Linked DNA regions of Mus musculus: region 1 is linked to region 2. Evidence: chromatin contacts called from public HiChIP or PLAC-seq data. All regions are on one chromosome and are shown on one strand. The core of a region is the stretch at or near the end of the contact, and the rest is flanking DNA. Distances in the headings are between cores, read along the strand shown.

The links. HiChIP or PLAC-seq counts read pairs in DNA pulled down with a chosen protein or histone mark.
Region 1: an H3K27ac HiChIP or PLAC-seq map of embryonic stem cells shows a contact between it and region 2, with 13 read pairs. The contact joins the promoter of Tlcd4 here to the enhancer-like site in region 2. A contact is called at or near these places in 1 of 39 promoter capture datasets (erythroid cells), 1 of 15 datasets of contacts at CTCF or cohesin (the G1E-ER4 cell line), 10 of 484 Hi-C or Micro-C datasets (the G1E-ER4 cell line, bone marrow-derived macrophages, cerebral cortex and 6 more), 4 of 115 datasets of contacts at active chromatin or transcription factors (embryonic stem cells and hepatocytes) and 4 of 9 other capture datasets (adipose tissue, embryonic stem cells, liver and 1 more).

What each region holds. Positions count from the first base shown.
Region 1 is chr3:121,259,203-121,266,845 of GRCm38.p6, reverse strand. It overlaps Tlcd4 (TLC domain containing 4), which reads left to right and starts at 3,679. Exons shown (of 8, transcript NM_001355678.2): 1 at 3,679-4,146.
Region 2 is chr3:121,205,328-121,213,279 of GRCm38.p6, reverse strand. It overlaps Tlcd4 (TLC domain containing 4), which reads left to right. Exons shown (of 8, transcript NM_001355678.2): 7 at 1,909-1,982; 8 at 5,810-7,952. The coding sequence ends at 6,128. It also overlaps the pseudogene Gm52661. Among named protein-coding and RNA genes, the nearest start is that of Rwdd3, 38 kb to the right of the region's middle. Within about 2 kb of position 6,594, at least 18 of the 459 cell types and tissues checked have an H3K27ac peak or open chromatin away from gene starts, as enhancers often do. A contact at or near this core is called in embryonic stem cells and muscle stem cells, where this site is marked.

The sequences.
Region 1 (7,643 bases), core at 2,430-4,929, 56 kb before region 2:
TTTTCCAGATTCTATGCTTTCTGTGGACGCCTCTGAAGAAGGTTGGCGCTTCAGCAAAATGAGGGTGGAGGCAAAGTGACATGCTTGGGCGTCGGAGGACATTACTGATGGGTATCTGATGGATATGTTAAAAAAATTGGATATCATTTAGGTTAGATACATGTTCTAAAAAGCCAAAAGAGCCAGGCCAGTTATTAACTCCCCTCCCTCCCCACCCCCAGGAGGCCATTCAAGAGAAATGTTACCATGCACAGTACTTGCCTTGACAATGAGTTCTGTTCACCTGGTCAGGATGATGTAAACCCTAATTACTGTTTATTGATTGTGATGAGGCTAATTTGGGAGCAAGGGTGGGGCGGGTATTTTGGGACATGGTGGCAGTGGTGTTGTGGAAAGAGCTAGATCCTCAAATACTGTGACAAGCTGTCAGTCAGTGACGTCTGGAGTGGAAAATCAAGAAACATAGACGAGTATTAGAAAATTCAGAATACATGGTAGGGTTTGAGGAATGTAGCTGAGGACAGGTGAGAAGTAGGCAGGCCATGGCTTTTACTTGAAGCTCTAAGAGCCCTTTTAAAATTCCATATATAAAATTTCATATACATTTTAAATGACTCATATATCTATATCTATGACTTTTATTAAAAATAAAATGTAAAGAAAGGTAATACACATATATTCAGGGAGAAAAACATAATGTAAGCACAAAGAACTCAGAACTTATCCAGCATTTTACCCCTATAGGGATAACATTTTTTAATATCTTCAAATAGTTTCTTCCTAAAACACAATGGAAAGTAATTTTAAGTAAGTACTCATAACATCTGGCAAAAAGTTCTTGATATACTAAAAGTCCTAGTGCAGTCATTCATTTCTGTTACTAGCTGAACCATGCCCCTAAACCCGGCCCCTCTCACCTCCCTTCCTCCCCACCCCCACCTTTCCCCTCCCCTCCCCTCCTCTCCCCACCCTTTCCCTCCTCTTCCCTCCCCTCCCCTCTCCTCCTGTGCTGTAGATGAACCTAGGGCCTTGCACATGCCCAGCAAGGGCTTTGCCTCCGAGACAGGTTTCTAGCTCTAGCCCAGACTTTCTGATCAGAATGTGTGTGATCATCTAGACTTCATCTCTCAGCTGGGCGTGGTGGCGCACGCCTTTAATCCCAGCACTTGGGAGGCAGAGGCAGGTGGATTTCTGGGTTTGAGGCCAGCCTGGTCTACAGAGTGAGTCCCAGGACAGCCAGGGCTACACAGAGAAACCCTGTCTCGAAAAACCAAAAAACCAAAAAAACCCAAAACCCCCAAAAAACAGAAAGAAGAGAACTGAGCAATTTTTCCTGAGCTCCATTGTTATTTTAAAAAACAAAGTAGTTTTCAGTCTCAGTTTAACAATCAGCTCTATTTAGAAGTGTAAGGATTTTTTTAAAACTAATTCATCAGGGAAATTTGTATCATTTAAGAGAATTTTTATTTTATTTTTTTTATCTTTATTTATTTGTATATTTTATGTATACGAGTACCCTGCTGCATGTACACCTGCATACCAGAAGAGAACACTAGACTCCTTTATAGATGGTTGTGAGCCACCTTGTGGGTGCTGGGAATTGAGTTCAGGGCCTCTGGAAGAGCAGCCAGTGCTGTTAACTGCTGAGCCGTCTCTCCAGCCTTTAAGGGTAGATGAATAAATATTTTTACTTCTCTTGAGCGGTTTCTTTGATCAAATAGCACAAAAAGTGCAATTTAGCTTTGACGCCCGCAACACACTAGAAATTCAGGACTTCATACAGTAAACACAGGATTTTGAGGAAGTTTTGTTAAGAGTAACTAAGATTTAAAAGTGAATAATTGAAATGACCAGTCTAAAGAAATTCAGAAAATATACAGTAGGTATATTCTCTGCTAAAATCACTTTTTTTTTGTTAGACTAAAATTTAACATTCAATGTGGGCATGTATTATGGTGCATCTTACATGAGTTAGATGTCAGCCTGGGCTAGCTGAGACTGTTTCAAAATGGGGGTGGTGGAGGGAAAGTAAGTTTTGAAATTCAACTAGTATTTTCAGATCTCAATGTTTGTCCTTGATATAATCACTATGTAATCTCAATACACTCTTGCAGTTTGGTAATGCATTGATAGAGGCTCATGAAGGAATCCCGGGACAGTCACATTTCCATAGTGTATTTCCATAGGTTGACTTGGCTTGTTAGGTTAATTACTGTTGGAGTTAGAGAATTATAGATGTTAAGGGTAATGGTGGTGCATTATCAGGAGAGAACAGAGCAACTGACCAACAATGAGGAGCTAGGATAAGTGCCTGCAGATGACAGTCCTGAGATAGCACTGTGAAATTCGTCTTAGCTGAACTGACCCTATAGATATCTGCCTATAACCATCACATGCCCACACAGTTATGAGAGGAGCACATGAGTACATGAAGCAGCTATGGGGCAAAGCAAAAACAGTCAGGGGCTATGCAGGTTGGGAAATATCTGTGATGAAACAGGTGTGGCCACAGCGCTGTGGCCCTGGAATGCCGAGACGCTTGGGTAGAACACAGGGAACGATCTGCATGGTCTTCCTGGCTGGTTTTCTGACCGTGTAGCTCATAGAGGTTTTCTCTGTGGTTCCGCCTAGACCGGGGAGCTTTCAGAAATAATTGAATTGTTCCATTTCTATAGATGAAGACGTGAGCTTCATTGAGCTTAGTTAGCTCAGTCAGCTGGAGACAGCTCGGCTAAAAAATGGACTCCAGGTTCTAATAAATAGGATTTCGGTTCTATTGCTTTCCAAGATGAATTTAAATACAGATGTGGTGTGAGATTATGTGTACATTTTCTGGCCTAAATTGGCAGCAGATGCTTCCCTGTGTGTATGCATATTATTAGGTCAAATATGTAAGCTTTATTTGGTAGGTATTTCTCACAAACAACTGCCCTATGTCATTAATGTTGAAATTTCCAGGTTATTCGATTTATGTAGAATTCATCTAGTTCCAAAAATAGGACTTGTGACTGCTTTTTTTTTTTTGGCAAATCATACAGCTTGTGTGTACCTCTGCATTATTTAGTTTTATTCCAGTTAATTGGATCTGGTTGATACAGCAGGTCGGAAAGCAGAGTTTATAGACTTGGCAGTTTGGGATACTCAGCCAGTCCTAAAACAAAACAAAAACAAACAAACAAACAAAAAAAAAACAGTCCAGTCCCATTTAAACATCCTGACCGCAGAGGGGTCCCGGATATAGATGGATTGCTAATGTACCCGTTTTTGTTACGTGGAAATCGAATCCAGGGCCTTGGACATGCTAGGCAGGAGCTATACTTGGATAGCTTGCGGTCCTTCAAGGGTGTTCTCCGGGGGTTTGGGAAGAGGCTGCTCTGGGACATGACGCCTCTTCTACACACGTGCCTCCTAGCCGGCTTGGCACGCACCTGCAGCCTCAAACCAGAACGGGGCGGGGCTGGACTTTGGCCGTGGCAGACGTGGCAGAAAGAAAAAAAAAAGCATCAGTTGCCATTTCATCTCCTCGACAAAGCAAACCATGCGGATCTTTTGCACAGCGTTTGGGCATATAAGACAGAATTCCCCATTGAAAAGGGGTTTGGGTTACGTGGCGAGCCGGGGCGCTGACCAACGCGGGGGCGGACTCACATACTTCTTCTCCCCACTCGTGAGGTCTGTGACTTGCTGGGAAAGCCCGCGCACCGCACACTGCACCCGGGCAGAGGTGTGAGCTCTCAGGGTTCCTTCGCAGCCCACCGCCTAAGCTCGCGGCTTCGAGCTCCCGCCGCGATCCAAGTCCCAGCGCCGGGAGGTGGGCCCCACGCGCGGCCTCCGGGCCCCGCCCACTCTGGCCTGGGGTCGGAGCCGCGGCGAGCGCCAGCCCAGTCCGAGCGGCCGCGGCCCCTTTAAGGAGCCGCTCTGCGGTAACCCGAGCCCGCAGTCCGGGCGGGCGCGGCGGCAGCGGCGGCGCGAGCCTCGGCGACAGCTCCTCCGGGCTCCCCCGGCTTTCCGCGAGCATCTCGCGCGTGGCTCCGGCCGGCGCAGCCTTCGGGCCAGGCTGGATGACCAGGCGCCTGTGAGCCCCGCTGCGCTCTCCCGGCCCCGCGTAGCCGCCGCCCGCGGGAGTCGTCCCGGGACCCGGCACAGGTGACGCCGTTTGGACGGGATCCGGGAGGAGGGCGGCCTCGCCCAGCGCAGCCTCGGGCACTGCGCCGCGTCGCACCGGCCTAGCGCGGCCGAGCTCGGGCGCCCGAGGCGGGTGGGAGCGCGCGGGAGGCTCTCGCAGGTGTGCGGCGGCGCAGCATCCTTCCTGCTGTCGGCCCCGCGCCGCTTAGCTCGGAGCAGATGATGTCCCGGGCCCGCGGCCCCCGGCGCTGGCCCGGGGTCCACTCGGTTCTCCCAGGCTGCTTGGTTCGGTCCCCCGGCTTTCCTGCTTGGCTAGAGGCAATCAAGGGGTCTGAGCCCAAAGCGGGTGGGTGCAACCTCTGGGCCTGCGGGGGACGCTTTCTTGCGAGAGACCGGCTCAGGGTCGGGAGCATCAAGTGGCATCCCCATCCTCCTTTTCTAAAAAAAGTAGCCTATTTTTACCCCCCACGACTCTCAAGTGGGTCCCATTTTTAGCCACCTGAGTGCTTAAGTCTAGTGGAGGGAGAATTGGTTTCTCTTTCCAGCCTCTGTAACCTCCTGGCAAGTTGGTTAAACTAAGTGCCTTCGTTTACCTTGGTAGGAAATGGGGCCTCTAATGCCACTATCTTATTTTCCCACCTTTCCAAGATGGTAGGGCAGCCTCTGTGAAAGTGGTTTTAAGTTAAGTTCATTTAACGGACACTTGCTGGCCTGTGTTTTTGTTTTTATTTGTAAGCATTTTCGAGCCACTGTACATGTGTATGTAAAACTGCAAAATATTAAAAAGTAATCTTTGATGTTTAAATTAACTCAGATACCAGTTTGGAGGCAATGTGGGAGAGTTTGTGTGGATGGTGGGAATTAATGTGTTTAATACTCATGTCTGTAATTTTATTTAGTAAAACCTTTACATAGTCAGATAATTGAAAAATTAAAAATGGATCTAGGATGGGGATGTTTTAAGGTGAAATTAACGTTTATAAGTAGTTTCTTAAGTCAATATATTCAGGAATCCCACTGCCCATGTTCCATCAGGTTAAAGATCTTTTCTCTTTGTTTCTATTTTCCTTAAGTTGTATGGATGAAACGAAATAAGATGTGTGTACCGGTGATGTCAGAAAAACTTGAGACTAGTTGTGGAGGCTCCCCTCCCCTGTGCCATGTGATGATCCAGAGAATTTATTCTCTTTGGATCCCTGCAACTCCTCTCACCACACTGCCTCTGTCCAGCGCTTCTCTGCGGTGCCATCTTTCAGGAGTTTTATCTGTCTGGGCTGGATGTCTTTGCCCCAGTTGCTTAGTCATTATCACTAGCTTTGTGCTTCTGCTCCTTCCAGTAAAAGCCTTCATCACTTGGGGGAAAAGAAAAAATTATGGCTCTTGCCACTAAAGTCCTCTCTGTTCACTTGGAAGCGCTAGGGGTGACAGTTGTCAGAGGCTTGAAACGTCAATCACCAGAGAAGATGGACGTTTGCTAAGAGTTTTCTAAATAGACCTACAGAGTAAGGATGCTAGAGTTGGCCAGGCCTTGCATGTTTGCTGAAATCTCTGTTGGAGAGATTCCACTGGACTATCAAGAGAGGCCCTGTGAGGTGACCACCGAGCTCTGAGAAGCTAAACTGTGCTAAACTGGGTAAGGATACTCCCTGCAAAGGAGTGGGAAGGCAGAAAAGTGCCCTGCAGGAAGGGATGGCTACCTTCCCAGACTAACATCACCAATGGAGCAATGGAGCCTGGGTTTCTGAAGGGAGGCAGGGAAGGGGCTGAGGTACAGAGAGGAAGTGGAAGAGTCTGAGGTTGCTCTGTCACTCTTTGAGAATTTATTGTCCCTCACCATCAAGGGCAGCTATATTACAGTCATCAGACCTGTTCCTTCCACTTCCCTTGGTGCTCCAAAGGAGGCCTGGCACACCTGTGTCCTCTCAAAGCCCCATTTATTACAGGACACCACGCAGTTTAGTTCATAAACCCATCAGACCTCAAATCTCCCTCCACCCTGCTTCCAAGTTAATATTCTGTCTTACAGATTAAAGATTCAGTTGATCTTTGCTGTCAGGGCTTAGCTGAGCAGTCTACACTACACTAAGATACAGAAAAGTTGTTGTTGTTGTTTGTTTGTTTTTTTCTACAGTTTTCCTTTTAAGGAAGATAGTGAACTAATGAGATTAGTGGCCATATGTCCAAGGGGGCCTGAGTGGAAGGTAAAGTTAACGTGAGTTATGTTGGCTAGCCGGTGCCATCGTCCTTGAGCAGTTTAGGGATCCCACTGAGTGTAGACGGTTTCCTGGTACTCTCCCTACTCCCAAGTGCCCTGTGAGGGGGTGGGGGAAAGAGAGCGGTATGGGAGGTGGACTTCCCATCATTCCTTGGGATGGCACACACACTTGAACTGGATGTTAAGGACAGCTGTATTCACGTGACACGTAATATTTGTTAGGAACACATCCCATCAGGACAGTGATGTAATTTCGTAAAGGAGCCCAAAGCACTTTGGCAGCGTTTTCCCTTAAGCATGAAAGGTGGCTCGCTGAGAGATGGAGCCCTGCTGCTCTGAGACCTGCTGTTCCTTCGAAGGCCTTGGAGATCCCAGCAGGTCCCAGAAGCCAAGATAAGGCAGCACTAGAAAAGAGGTTTCTTTGCTGAGGTAACATGGATGTATTTAGGAAGAGGTAATCCTGTGGGTGCCCCAGGAGCTGGTAGTACCGTGTAACTGATCAGCAATCTTGAAAGTAGCCCTTGAAGATAGCTGCCCATCCACCCAGGGCTTAAACCACACGCAGAAAGGAGCTGTTGAATAATGGACCAATGTCCTAGACCTGACAGAAACAGTGCTTCAGGCATTACTGGGCCAGGACACCAGAAAGTTCAGTTTTACTTTGAGACCCAGAACACAAATAAGTATATGAGCATCTAAAATAAGTTGTTATTCTTGTTCTGTTTCTAGTTTTGTTTTGTTTTAAAAAAACTCCTGACCGCTAGTCCACCGTTTGTTTAATCGGTGGAAAACCAAGTAGGGTAGGGTAGGGTGGCCTAGTGATACCGGAGGGGATGGCTGAGCCCTAGCTGGATGTCTGCGGACAGAAGGAAGTGTGGGACCTGTCTGGTCTGTGAAGGTATGAGACTCATAGAGCCAAACGGCAGCTGGATGGGGCAGATGCAGACAGAGACTTCCCACTTGTCTGTTCACTGCAAAGTCAAGCAGATTGCTTCTGAAGGGTGAGGAGGACGAAGTGTGGAAAGGAAGTTGCGTTTGGATTTCAAAGCAGATCTCTTTGGAGCAGTAGCTCCTTCTTTGTAGAGTTTGTGAGGAAACAAATGGGCCAGAACAAAATAGCTGATGGATTTAGGTCATGTCCACTTCTGTGGGCCGCCTCGCCTCGCCTCGCCTCGGGGAGCGCAGGGGCGCTCAGATGTGGGAAGGATGAGGAGGCAGGCGCACACTTCCTGCCTTGGAGAAGTTCTGAGCTAAGCTCAGGGGGTGCGTTGTTCCTAAGCCCCGCTTCCTGGTTGTGCTCAGG
Region 2 (7,952 bases), core at 5,345-7,844:
GATAATACCTTTTAGTTTGTCCTGTTGTGTTTATATTATTCCTAGAATGTGCTGTATATCCTTAACATACAATATACCCTGTTAAATTGAAGTGTTCAACAGAGGGAAGGGGGAAAATAAGGAATGCTGGTAGCACTGTAAGTGAAAAACAGCAGACAAACAAAAGAAAGCCCTCTGAGTTAGTGTCATTACTAACTACTAATTGGCACTGTGTGAACGCTTGTAAAAACAGCCTGACACCTCACACTTGCCTTTTAGGTTCCAGAGTTCTGGGTCACTGTGACAAGTTGGCCCGTCTTTCGCAGACAGGGCTCATCTTGCCTGCTGGTTTGGTCTTTGACTGGCCCTCCTCCCTTCTTACTCATACATTCCAGTGTCACCAAAGAACTTGAAAATGGTAGATCCTGTAAAGCAATTTTGTGACCAAGTGCTGAATTTTAAATCCCCCCAAATAATTATATAGATAAGTTGTAAAAAAAAAAAGTTTTCAGATAAAAATTCAATTTTTAATGCTTCATATGTTTTACTATAGCATGGCATGCCTGACCAGAAAATAGTTTGTCAAGTTTTGTGTACATCTACTGGATTGGGGATGGGCAGACTTCTTTCTGAGATGTATCATAACCTGGATATGACTAGACAGGCTGGAGTGACTCTATTAGCTAATGACAATTTTACCACCACCCCTTTTTCTTTGTGTGTGTGTGTGTGTGTGTGTGTGTGTAGACATATGTGTGGAGGTCAAACTACCTTCCCCCTTGTGTGATCCAGGCATCAAATCTCACCAGTCTACCTCTTGGTGATTTAAAAAAAGTACATTAGGGGCTGGAGAGATGGCTCAGTGGTTTAAGAGCACTGACTGCTCTTCTGGAGGTCATGAGTTCAATTCCTGGCAATGACATGGTAGCTTACAACCATCTGTAACAAGATCTGGCGCCCTCTTCTGGAGTGTTTGGAGACAGCTACAGTGTACTTACATATAATAAATAAATAAATCTTTTTTTTAAAAAGTACATTAAATAAAATTCTAAGATTTTTAAAAAAATGTTTGTTGTATTCTGTATTATCCACCTTAATGAACTGGTAGAATATGCTAAATATTATGTTTCAACTTTAAAAGATCACCCTCCCCGCTGTGTGTGTGTGTGTGTGTGTGTGTGTGTGTGCATGTTAGCTCAAGAACCTTTTGATTGACAAGTATATATTTCTAGATCAAATATGATAAACAAGATTTGGCATGTAGTTGTGTTTAGCAAATATATACTTTCTCACAGATTATTTAGGATAATTACACTTTTGAGATATTTAAGCCCTTCTACTTCATAATGGATATTAAAAGTATGCCCATAGATGTTGACTGTATGACTCTTTAACTTTTGAAATTCTCACTTGTAGGTGATTGCTTTTCTTGCAGTGGTTTGAGGAATCTGTGATTGGTTTGTAGAGTCTGTTAGTTCAGAGTGAGCCAGTTGCTGAATTTCTGTTTTCCTAGGAAAATGTGTAGGGCTAAGTGAGCTTACATGTGTGACAGATGACTCCTAATCACCTGTGGAGCTCTGAGCACATCTCTGAAGTCTGAGGGAGGAAAGCAGGAGGCTGGAGAGATGGTTTAGTAGTTAAGAACACTCACTGCCCTTCCAGTGGATCTGGACTCAATTCCCAGCACCCATGTGATGGCCCACAACTGTCTGTCACTACAGGTATCAGGGATCTGACCCCTTCTTATGGTCTCCCACCCATACAAACACTTAAGCTCACATTCCTACACCTAAAAACAAAGTTTAAAAAAGAAGAAAGTTCATATAATGCTAAAAAGCAGAAACCTGGTCTGTTTTTATAGGCGTGGCTATGTGTGGACATGTTGTGTATTTTGGTAAATCCCTGACCCTGTTTCTGTCTCTCATCCAGACAACTGGAGCGCTTGCCTACATTGCCAATTTCCGCCTGCTTGCCGAGCTTTCCAGCCCCTTTGTAAACCAGAGGTAGGTTACAAATCTTATCCGTGTTGAAGTCGTGTGGTTTCATGTTTGTTTGTGGAAACCTTTTCTACAAGATGCTGAACCTTTGGTGGACAATCTGATGTGAGTTACTGTCACCGTTGCACAAATGAGGAGCATGTACAAGGGAGGTCTTGAAGGTTTTGAGGCTTACGTGACCATTGGTCTCTCTTTACTTTGTAACCAGATCCTCAAAGTTCCTGGGACTCTTACACAGCAAGGCCTTCCTCCAAATTTGCATCCAGGATTTTTGTAGTTTGATTTTCCATTTCTGTGTTTAAACCATTTCACCCCTTGCCTGTTAACACCTCGCCTTACCAAAGACTAGATGTTTAGACAGAGAACGGCAGCTGATCGGCACAGGGACTCCTCATTCTGTCCTGGGATCCGGCCGAGGGTCACACTGGACATGGCGTCTCTCCAGTCTGGTCTCCATCATCTCCTCTGGTCCATAATGGTTTCTTGGCTTTCCTTGATTTTCCTCACGTAGATTCTTTGTTGAGAGCTGGCCAGTTTGCTCATACAGCATCCCCAAGTTGGGCTCACTGGATACTTTTCTCATGATGAGGAGAGTACAGGTAGGCGCTCCTCCTGCAGTGCCTTGGCAGGGATGCTTGTCCAGGACACTGTCAACGCTCGTCACCTGGGTAAGGTGACATTTGCCAGGTTCTCCCACTAGGAAATGTTTTCTTTTCTCTCTTCTGTTCTTTGAAAGAGTCTTGACTCATAGCCCACCTGAAGGTCCTGAAGGAAGAGAGGACACTCATCCCCTGCATCACTCTGCTTCCATTTCCTCTCTGTTAGCCATGGTGGAGAACATTTTTTTTTTTTTTTTTACCATAAATACATTGTTACTCTTCATTTAACAAGGTCTGTTGAGTCTATTGCTTGAGCAGTTGAGCTATTCCTGTCTTTCCAGGTCTGTGGTTCTACATTCAGCCTGCAGATTCTCCATGCTTGGCCCCTTCAGAGCCGGCTTTCCGGTGGTCCTCTTTCGATGCCAGTATCCTTACTAAAAAGCATCCTGTCTACCTGTCTCTCTTCTTTTTCAGAGTCCTCTGTGATGTGTTCCACATACTGTCCTTTGTTTCTGACCACTGAGCATTGGTTTTGTCTCTCTGCCTTACCTGTGGGCTGTTGACACCTTTCTTCTGTAGTTCCCCCATCTGTCACTTCCCCAAATCTGAGAAAATTAACTAGCCTTCAAGTCTTCCGTCAAAAATCCCAAATCCACAGAAAGCTTTCATTTACTCTTTTATGATTTAGTGTGGGCTCTCACAGAGTAGGAATGTCAAATCAGACACGTGTGAGGTATGAGGCTTAGCCCACATTAAGCCTTGTGAACAAGTTCACAGATCCTGGTAACCGTAAGGCATGGGCACAGCAGGGAGATGTGTCTGAGAGCAGGTGGACAGACTAATGCTGGTTGTACTGACACTGCTGTGCATTCTCCCTGGGTTACCACAATTGTTTGCTTCCCATGCTCGCTTTCCCCCAACACCCACAAAGCCAAAGAGCTGAACTCGGGACATCCAGTCTCCAGAGCTACACTGTGAATGTCCACATCTTCCTATTGGAGGAAAAGGTTCACTGCTCCTGGCTGCAGACCACTGACCTCCCTGCAGCTCTGCCTTCCGTGCTGTCTTCTTTCACAGTGAAAATGACATGCGGCGCCTTGCTGCTTGGAGGATAAAATTTGAGCCCTTTAATGTGGCACAGAGTTCTCCTCAGCTGTGGCTGTCTCACCCCCTTCTGCCACACTTTCCTCAAAACTTCCATCTTTGCTTCCTGGCGAGCTGTTCTTCTTCGCTCTTCACCACCATTCATCCCTCTGAGGTGGGTTAGAGCCTCAGGCTTGGTGTTCCTATGATAGCGATGTATGCTTACTGCATTTTTTGTCAGTTAGAAAAGTTAGGTTGTTTGCTGCGTGTGTCGCTTTATAACTGCTACACTGTCTTCTAAAGTGGCTATATCTGTCTCCATCTTGATATTTTCCTAGTGACAGACAGTGTTGAGCATATTTGATTTTGATCTTTCAGCATGATGGGGGATGGTGGTGGTTCTGTACTTGTTTTTGGGAAAAGGGCCAACCACACTGCTCAGACTTGTCACAAACTACCCAGGCTCAAATATGAGCCAGTCTCAACCTCCTGCATGTGCCACTGGGCTTATATGTTCACTCTCTATCTCCATGTGCTGGGTCTCCTGTAATGGGATGTTTACAATCATTTACCCGTGTTAGAAATAGATTGTTATCGCTTCTCGGCCTTTTGGCTAAGATCAAGTGTAGAAATAGATTGTTTCCATACTGTTGGCTTCTAAGTATTTTATTTTTTTAAAAGATTTACATTTGTTAGAGATAAAGATTGTTTTATATAAGTACACTGTCACTGTCTTCAGACACACCAGAAGAGGGCATGGAATCCCATTACAGATGGTTTGAGCCACCATGTGGTTGTTGGGAATTGAACTCAGGACCTCTGGAAGAACAGTCAGTGCTCTTAACTGCTGAGCCATCTCTCCAGCCCTTACTATTTTAGATATGGTATTTTATTACATATTAATGCTGTATTTTCACCCACTGTGTCTTTTTCTTCTCTTCCAAAGTGAAAATTTTATTTGTTTGTTTTTTGAGACATGATTTCTTGTGAAGCTCTGGCTGTGCTGTCATTTGCTATGTTGACTAGCCTGGCCTGGAATTCGAGGTCGGCCTGCCTCTGCCTCTGCCTCCTCTGTGCTGGGACTGAAGGCCCACGCCACCATGCCTGGCCTCAAAGTGCAAACTTTTAATTCTAGCGAAATCCAGAGTGCCAGCTCACCAGTCATGGCCAGCCCCCTGCATTGTTGCACTTCAGTGTTACAGCAAAAACTTTCATCGAACTTTTCATGTTTTCTTTTTTTTTCTAGAAGTTTTATACTTTTGTATTTTACATATAGGTTTTAAATCTACTTTGAGTTAATTTCTCTGCTGGATATTCTCACAGTGGGGCAGAGGCATTCTTTTTCTGTTGAGTTGCCTAATTAATGTCAGGGTCAGAAGTCACTTGAGTACATCTGTATGTATCTATCTCTAACGCTTCTGTGACTCTGGTTTGTTTCTCTAATACCCCGAGTCTTCATTGTGTCGCTTTACAGAGATTTCCCAGAAGTAGGCATTATGACTCCTCCAGCTGTTCTTTTGTAGTGCGTGGACTCTCCAAGGCCCTTTAAATCATTCTGTGTGGGTGTGGTCACGCACACGTGTGTGTGTGTGTGTGTGTGTGTGTGTGTGTGTGTGTGTGTATGGTTGACATCCGGATGTTTTCATCAGTTGCTTCTCCACCTTACTTACCTTTTTAGACAGCGTTTCTCACTGAGCGCAGTGTTTGCCATTTCAGCAAGATGAGCGGGCCCAGTGCGTTCCCAGGATCTGCCTGCTCTCCGCTCTACCCCGCCCTGCGCGCCCCGCACCCCCCCACCCAACCTGCCTGCTCTCCGTTCCACCCCCCCCCCCCAACCCCCAGCACTAGGGTTACAAACCTTGAGTACCAGGGGATCAGAATCCAAGTCCCCATTCAAGTTGCACAGAAAACACTCCATCTAAAAGAGTCGTGTCCCCAACCCCTCCACACAAGTTGTTATGTGGTCCTTGAGTTCCTCCTTCAGCCTAAGGCACAGAGGAGGAGGGTGTGGGAAGCTGTGCACAATCGCCATTACAAGATGGCGCTGGCTTCCTCAGTGCCTAACTAGTAAACAAGCAATGTGCGCAGGTGCTAGGAGGGCAGATTCCCCAAGCTGCAGACTGTGTGACTTATCTTTGCTTCTCTCATCAGGTGGTTCTTTGAAGCCCTGAAGTACCCCAAGTTTTCCAAAGCCAATGTCATCAATGGAATTCTTATGACGGTGGTCTTTTTCATCGTGCGGATCATTTCGATACCTCCGATGTATTTCTTCCTTTACTCCGTGTACGGAACAGAACCCTACATAAGGTTCGGATTTGTAATCCAGTCTGTCTGGATCGTTACTTGTGTTATTTTAGACGTGATGAATATCATGTGGATGATCAAAATCACGAAAGGATGCATCAAAGTCATCTCCCTCATCAGACAAGAGAAAGCCAAGGATAGCCTTCAGAACGGGAAACTCGACTAAAGGCATGCTTCATCGGACACCTTGCTTCCATAAGCCATCTTCATTCCTCTTTGTCCCGGCCGACACGATGAGCTCCTGCGCCGCTCTGTTAGGCACGGTTGTTACTCATGGTTTCAGTGTTCTTTCCTCTTTTCTTTAATCTTTAGACAAGAGAAAATAAAATTTAGTCTTCATCCCAGGATTTCTTCTTTCCTTCAATATTTTTAAGCATGGATGGAAACTGAAAGGTTTAAACAAAAGTTGTAAGTGGAGTGGGGAAACTTTTCTGAATTCGTCAGTGTTCATGGGGATTATTCTCTGCAGGAAAATGGCTGGTGATTCGGTGGCCTTTGTACACCACCCATTTTATTTTGCTGAAGGACTGAGAACGGCTTTTCAGTCTGCGAGCAGCTCCGTTGGCTGTGCTCCGGTCTTTTCCAACATCAGAGCCTGTGTAGGGTTTCCTTTCTAAGTTGCCAGCACGTCCCTTCCCCAGGCCATCAGAACTGACATGGTTTCATGGGGGTATGCAGTCATCTGTTACGCTACGATAGAGCACTTCTCATGTTGATCCTATCATATTTGAAAATATTTTATGCATTTTTAAGATTTCAGCTGCTTCGTTTCTCTCTGTAGTGCTTTATCCAATTATATTTTGAAAATCTTATAGTCAGGCAAGGTTTAAGACCCATCTTGTGGACCACATGAATGCCGATAGTGAGGACTCCCGGGAACGTGCCTCATCACGCTGCCTTCGCCTGCTTCCGGGTACTTTCCCCATAAAGATCATATTTCTTCTTGCAAAGTTTTCCAAGTTCCAAACCTGACACCAGAACACCAGTCTTGTCTAGAATGTGCGCGCTGGGCATGCTCCTGAAATCGGCCTCATTTTGGTGAGACTAAAACTACAGACAAGTCAGAGTTTGTGCTTTACTTAGAGATTTTACTCAGGCTTGCTTAGTTTGTCTTTGCCTTTTTGTTTTCTTAAAGAGCAGAAGGAAGGAAGGTGACTTACCCCAAGTATTCTGATTATCAAAACTGTCATTCATTGTGAAAAAAAAATCGTGTGTGTGTGCGCGTGTAGTGGGGTGTTTTTCCTTTGATTCTTGCAATCCAAATATAGAATTATATATTTAGCTATTATTGCCTTTATTTATTTTTTTCTGAAGTACTTGACTTTAATGATTGTTCTTAAGATATAGACTTAATCCAATTAGTGGTGAATACTTGAATTTAACTGAACTTAAACCAAAAGATCTAATCCATTTAGAGTATCAGACTGAAGGAGAACGTTTGGCTCTTTCATTATTCATCTTAGGCTGATGAACTAATGGAATGTCATCAAAACATTTAATGTAATGTAGTTTGATTTAATTGTCTAGTACAGATAGAGTCTGGCAAGTTCTGGTATGTTTAAAGATGGGAATTGAAATTCCAGTCCAATGATAAAAATCAAGTCGATTGTCTTGTTCTTGGTGTATTTACTTTTGAAAGATAAAGTCATGAAAAAGATAGGGCTTTGTCTTTAAAGCAGCTAATGCCACATTTGTAATGGCTTGCTAAGTTTAGTGCTGTCTCCATCATAGGCAACTCAGGTGTGCACTGGTTGTGTAAAAGTGAAGGTATAGGGATGCAAATGATTTTATATTGTTCATGGCTCTTTTACAAGAAAATGGGCTTTTTTTTTTTAATGGAGAGAAGACATTTATATTATAAAACTATTTTGGAAATCCACTAAGAAAAGAATAAATCTTGAGGTAAATATGTTTGTCTCTTTGGCTAGTACTACAGTTCTGAACGCAGATTTTAAACTCGCCATTAAAATGATGGCAGTGTATGGTTATG